2 separate regions of the Drosophila melanogaster genome follow, and region 2 is linked to region 1. Evidence: chromatin contacts called from public HiChIP or PLAC-seq data. All regions are on one chromosome and are shown on one strand. The core of a region is the stretch at or near the end of the contact, and the rest is flanking DNA. Distances in the headings are between cores, read along the strand shown. Region 1 holds the start of Cul2 (Cullin 2). Region 2 holds the start of CycK (Cyclin K).

Region 1 (3,363 bases), core at 314-2,813:
TTATCCTAAACATATTTGAAGTTCCAGAAAATTCTAAAAAATTTCTAGGTTGAGTGGATTAGGATTTAGATTTAGAAAATCAGTCTAAGTCCGGACGAGATTGTGAACATTTTCAAATTAAGGATAAGATAAGATAAATAAATTTTAAATTTTAATTTACATGTATCTACATATGTTGGCTGTTGTCTATCCCAGTTTCGAAAACAATGCATGTAAAAAGCGTGTAGTCACAGAAAAATTATATCTCCACGAAAACTGTGGATTAAATTGTAATCAAACTTTTTACACAAATAATGAAATTACAACATTTTTAAGATACCGTGCAATTTGAAGTTTATTTAATTTTTTGGAATTCACCTCCAAATAACGATTAAGAAATAAATACAAAACGTCTGCCGTGCTGATGGCTCAGGCTTTCCTCAGGCTGGAGTACCCCCCATGCCACAGCTCTAAACACTAAAGTCGATAACCACCGACGTCTCACAACACTGAAAATGTAAGCAATGTTAAAGCGAACACAAAGACAAAAAATTTAAATGTTTTGAAATGCTTAGAACATCACACCTTTTGGTAAATCGGAGTCCGAATTCTTTAAATAATTCTCGGTATATATATTAATTATTTTTTACATCATTTACATCTCAATCCATTTCTCCATCAGTATATGGTATCACACTTGGATCGACGACTGCTACATTGGATAGGTCAAAGTGAAATGTGTGGATGGCCTTTGGAAGCTACAAAGGCTGGAAATAGTGGTAGGCGATGTGCCAATTTTTGGCGCATATGGAAGGTTGCAAGTATTGATCACCGGCGGCTACGGTGGATGTGGCTCCAATTTATTCTTTGGAGTAAATTTCCGGTTTGGTGGATAAAAAAGTTCCAATCGACTGACAACCAACAGACAACTAAAAAAATTTGGCGCTCAACGATCTTAGCCATTGACAAATATGAGACTTTCTGATTTTTTGAGCTATACATTTTGTAAATTTTTGTTTCTTTAAGCTTAATGGTTTTTTCGTTTGTTTATCTTAGCCTTTATATATTTTCTTAGTAATTAAACATGTATTTATTTTGTATCTATCTCTTTGTATTTGTATTTTTTTGTATGTATCTCTGTTTGCCTTTTCGAAAGCCACATCTAGGCACTTAACAGTTTAGACCTTTAAAACTCGGTCTGTACAAAATGGATCATTCTTCTAGATCATACACTTACCTTTAAGGCATAACCCTTAACTCACTTTTGAAATCTTTTGAAAATGTATATTCTTTTGAACAAAAAGGTTGGCACTCGAGAGCAATAGCAATACGTATAAGCAATCGAAAAAAACGAAAATCATAAAAAATCCTAACATTATTACAGTTCACATATGAAATCAATTTAGGTTTGTGCACTTACAGTTTTTTAAGAAAATGGCTTTGGCCAGTTTTTAGGCAGGAAGGTAAAAAATTTGTTCAGTGGATCGGCGTTGACAATAAATTAAGATCAAAACAAAAGCAAACGTTTCGGTAGTGGAGACACGACATTCTTTTTACATCGAATTTTTTGTCGAGTTCAAATATCGATAGATTATATCGATATCGTCTTCGTCTGACAAACCATTTCACGATACCAAAAAAAAAGTGCAAAAATAACTAAATTCTCGGCGTAATTATTTAGTAAATAGCGTAGCTAAGCAGCAGGTGAGTAGGTCGCAAGCGCGCCCCTCCACGATCCATCAAGCGGTAATTGGCCTGCTGTGCAATTGCTCGAGGACAAGGCCATTTGCCTGGTGGCCCCCACGCAAAAAGTAAGCGATTATGCCAAAAAGCAAAGCAGAAGTGGTCTCTGCCAACGCATGAGGGTCGCTCGGTCGCCCATTGTTATATTTGCGAAGGCAGAATCAGTCGGCGTTCTAATTAGCGTGCACCCTGTCCCATCAGAAAACCCTTCCAAATCCATATCCAGACGGACCACGGATTAGGACTAAGACCCATTTGACATGTCGCTCAAGCCCAAAATAGTGGAGTTTGTCGATGTTTGGCCGCGCCTGCGCTGCATCGCCGAGTCGGTGATAACGCTCACCAAAGTGGAGCGCTCGGTGTGGAATACTAGCTTCAGGTACGTCTTGGCAACGGTCGGAGTATTAAACAGCCTGGAGAGAGATATTGTGATAGGTCACTAGAGACTACAAAGTTACCCAACTCAGAAGAAACACAAATAACACTAACTAACTTTTAAATTAATCCAACATAAGTAATGGTTTCAATCACATTATTTTGCATTTGAGTTGGTAAACTATGAATGTACTAGTACCTAGCGGTTCAACTATATATTTTATTCAACAGCAAAATTCACAAATATAGCTGCTAGCGAGGCGAAAATGATTTGGTAAATGTCGTAGAATCTTGATAAATGCAATCATAGTTTTAATAATAAATGCCTGTTTTCTAGCTTGAATTTAAATATTTTGACCGCTTAAAGGTTAAACTAAGTTCAAGTAAATATTAAATAGATCGATGACGTATCTTTTTAAAATTAATAATCAAAACAGTGTAACGCAGGCTGCTTTTATTCTGACCGCAACTGTTCGTATATATGTGTGAAGCGTGAGTTGCCAAAATAAAATTTCTAAAATAACGAGCACTAATACATCTGTCTTTCCAATCACATTCCTTTAACATATAGCGACGTTTACACACTGTGCGTGGCGCAGCCGGAACCGATGGCTGATCGTCTTTATGGCGAAACAAAACACTTTCTTGAGCAGCACGTCCAGGAGATGCTGGCCAAAAAGGTGCTGATCGAGGGAGAATGCTCCCATTCCAATGGTGGCCCAGACCTTCTCCAGCGTTACTACATCACCTGGATGGAATATAGCCAGGGTATCAAGTATCTGCACCAATTGTACATGTAAGAATGCATCGAAGTCTGTAATAACTCAATGATCGTTGGAATTAATTTCCTTTAGCTACCTGAATCAACAACACATCAAGAAACAAAAGATTACCGATACGGAATCGTTCTACGGTAATCTGTCAAGCGATGCTGCGGAGCAGATGGAGATTGGCGAGCTAGGTCTAGACATTTGGCGCCTGTATATGATTGAGTACTTGTCCAGCGAACTGGTCCGTCACATACTCGAGGGCATTGCCGCAGACAGAGCTAGCAATGGCACCTTGGATCACCATCGCGTGCAAATTATCAACGGAGTGATACACAGCTTCGTGGAGGTACAGGACTATAAGAAAACAGGCTCGCTTAAGCTCTACCAGGAACTCTTTGAAGGCCCCATGCTGGAGGCCAGTGGCGCCTACTACACAGACGAGGCTAACAAGTTGCTCCATCGGTGCTCAGTGTCGGAGTACATGCAGGAGGTTATC
Region 2 (3,153 bases), core at 148-2,647, 470 kb after region 1:
GTGGTGTTGGGCCCTGTAACAGGTTCTGGGAGTCGCTAGGACCAATGATTGGCACGCCACTGGCTAGGGATTTAATGCTCTGAATGTTGCTAACTTCCAGCACGCCACCGTTGCCACATACGGGGGGCGGCGGCTGTTGTGGAACGGAAAGTGGTCCAATACCCGTAGAATTGGTAAGCTTGCCGGATTTTGGACTGTCGGCTCTGCTTGGTGGCTTTTGGGGCGGACTGGTTGGCTGGAGCGCTTCTTTTTGGGTTGATTGGTACAGGTCCAGAACTTGGTGGCAGATGTCTTCGAGTATTTCCATCGTTACATCAGACACAAACATATCCCACCAACGCTGCTGCTGTGGCTGGCGGCCCTCCCAGTCTTGCACAGTGAATTTGCTTAGCTTGCTGGCCAAATGGATAAGAGCCACGGCGATAATCTCCGGCTCCCACTGTAGACAAACTACTGTGCTGAGAGAGTCGTTGACGAAGTTCCACGCCATTTGCACCATCTTTTGCAGCTTCTGCTGGTCGCCTTTGAAACACTTAGCGTACTTTAGGAGAAAGGTGTAAGGATGCTCTACTTGCAAATCGAATTTGATGGTCTGCAGCAGAATACGCTCTAGCGTCATCACCTCCTCCTTAGGGTCGTCGCCAAACGAGTAGAAGTAATTGTCGGTAAGGATGCCACGCGCAGTTTTAATAATGTCGCGACACTTCTTTGGCGTCTCCTCCACCTTGCCAGCAAAGAACAGGCAGCAGCACGCAGTCACGTACCGGGGGAAACTCCGGAACGAATGAAACATGTAAAATCGGTGAAAATATACAACGCCGGTGGCCATCGTGTTGTGGCCCAAGCCCATTTTGGTGCCACATTCCATAATAAATCGAGCACCTTCTTTTCTGTACCGCCGCTCCGTTTCGAAGCTTATTCCATCCAAGATCGAGGGCGTCTCCCGCAGCTCCTTTTTGTCGTAATACCAGCACGGCATCGCGGCAATTTAGGCTGCGGGTACTACCAGTAGTCCGCGTCGTTGGAAGGAATTTGTGTTAAACCTTTAGCCAAATGGTTGTCAGCATATGCGCGTCCTGGAGCCGATAAGCGCTTTTGTTTATTGTAAATAAATCAGTTTTCGATTTTTATGTTCACTTGCAGTGTTACCATGTCTACGACGATGAAGAAAAAAACTTTATTGGAAGCCCCTTTTACACCAAGACCACGACGATTTTGAGTATATGGAACAACTTTATTGGTAAATAGATAACGCAAAAATTTTCGATCTCTTGCGGGTCAAACTGAATATTTTTTGTGCGTTTGCTAGTTTTGGTGACTTAATTTTGGGATATAATTAAACAGATATATTTACACGTGGTTTTGGCCGTCCTTTGACTGTTACGAGGAACAAATGGGATGTTTACACTGGAATCGCATTTCCATGTTTTGGAGATATCAAACCAAGCATAGGGATTAGTGATGGGAATTGCGCAATTTGTTTTGTTGTTAAATGGTATATTGAAATAATTCATTATGTATAATCCTACTGGATAACAAGTATTTCAATTTAAAGCATAGATAGCATTCGTTAAACATTATAAAATGTAATAACAAGATTATGAGCAGTGTAAGCGCTTTCTATTTAATAGTAATTACTTCTAGTAATGTGGTGATGAATTTATTATAACCGTTAGTCGTATTTTCGTATTCCGACCATTTAAGGTATATATATTCTTGATCAGGACCAATATCCTAGTCGATCTGACTATAATTTAATTAGTCTTTTTAATTTCTATCGATTTGTCAATAAAATTTTTGCCACGCGCACTCTAACGCCCTAATGCCACACTTTGGAACAATTTTGAAATTTTTTATCATTTTATATCCCATTATCTATCGATATTCCATAAAATTGATGCAATTTCGCGTTTGTATTCACACTAGCTGGTAACGGTTATTTGATAGCCTTGGAACTCGACTATAGTATTCTTTCTTTTATTATTAATATAAACGCGAGTGATGGCACTATAATTTTATTATGTTTCTATATTTTTTATGTTTCTATAATGTGTGTTAAATTCTTAAAAATCGATATATATCACTCAAATTACATAATAATGGAAAACCGAAACGTGAGCTTGATAGAGCGAAACAACCAAATCAGTCGAGATGCTTCTTTTTAACGTAGAAAATGTTATGTATATTTTTCTTTGAATCATGCACTTAGGCTAGTGAACATATTTTCAAACCTTACCGCTCAAGTGATCATTGACTTAAATAAAATTTTACAAAACTCAAAGAACATCCAGCAGCACGCAGACACGTATCAGGGGAAACTCAAGAATGAATGAAACACGTAAAATCGGTGAAAATATACAACGCCGGTGGGGATCGTATTGTTTTAATAATATTATATTTTTTAATGAAGTACAGATAATATGGAATTGACTTTGATTGAATTTAAAAATGTATATTAAAATTTATCAGTGATAACAAACATTTTATATTTCTTTCACCAAGTGATTCAGTATATGTATACAATTCTAGTATTTTAACTTCTATTTAACGAGCACTTAGGGAATGTGAATTTCCGTCATTCGACTGCGCCAATTGCATGCTAAGTATTTGGTTGCGGTTAACAACCAAGGCCGGAGTACCCCCAACGTTGAAAACTATCTACGTCTCACAAGACAAGCAATTACGATCTCGAACTTCAAAAAGGTAAACAAACCCAAATGTTGTGCAAATTCTAACGTTTGATCACCCCTGATCGCAGATTCCGTCTATGCGGATTGTGTTGTTATCCTGGGAAAGCTACAAATACCGCGTATAAATTTGCTATATTCGTAATTGGGTTCGAAGCTAAGCGATGCCCAGCCTACCAGTTCGGCGTACACGGAAGGATTCCCAATTGGAGAACGATGACGATCTTGGTCGTATTGCCCAAATTTATCCCACCTATGCTACACTCAGGTAGATATTTTTGGATCAGCCGCAAATTTCCTGGCTTGGCTATGTCAAATGACTTAATCGACATTTGATTTCACGGTTTTATTTATACGGACATACATACATGTATTTCATATTTTAAAATATACATATTTGCCTTATTTAAAAAATAATAATTAATGCTTACTGACTAGTACCTTCCGATTTTGTTTAAAATAAACA

What was found. HiChIP or PLAC-seq counts read pairs in DNA pulled down with a chosen protein or histone mark.
Region 2: a POLR2A S2P HiChIP or PLAC-seq map of the Kc167 cell line shows a contact between it and region 1, with 5 times the contacts expected there. The contact joins the promoter of CycK here to the promoter of Cul2 in region 1. A contact is called at or near these places in 23 of 107 Hi-C or Micro-C datasets (the D17-c3 cell line, the Kc167 cell line, the OSC cell line and 10 more) and 1 of 6 datasets of contacts at active chromatin or transcription factors (the Kc167 cell line).

Annotation. Positions count from the first base shown.
Region 1 is chr2L:21,657,172-21,660,534 of dm6, forward strand. Cul2 (Cullin 2) reads left to right here and starts at 1,564. Exons shown (of 9, transcript NM_165390.2): 1 at 1,564-1,790; 2 at 1,924-2,101; 3 at 2,669-2,893; 4 at 2,952-3,363. The coding sequence starts at 1,983. lncRNA:CR43144 (long non-coding RNA:CR43144) reads left to right here and starts at 454. Exons shown (of 2, transcript NR_124416.1): 1 at 454-496; 2 at 662-1,078.
Region 2 is chr2L:22,128,745-22,131,897 of dm6, forward strand. It overlaps CycK (Cyclin K), which reads right to left and starts at 1,398. Exons shown (of 1, transcript NM_001299202.1): 1 at 1-1,398. The coding sequence starts at 979. lncRNA:CR43241 (long non-coding RNA:CR43241) reads left to right here and starts at 2,477. Exons shown (of 3, transcript NR_048038.1): 1 at 2,477-2,703; 2 at 2,759-2,955. It also overlaps the pseudogene CR43240 and a transcript of CG42748 not described here.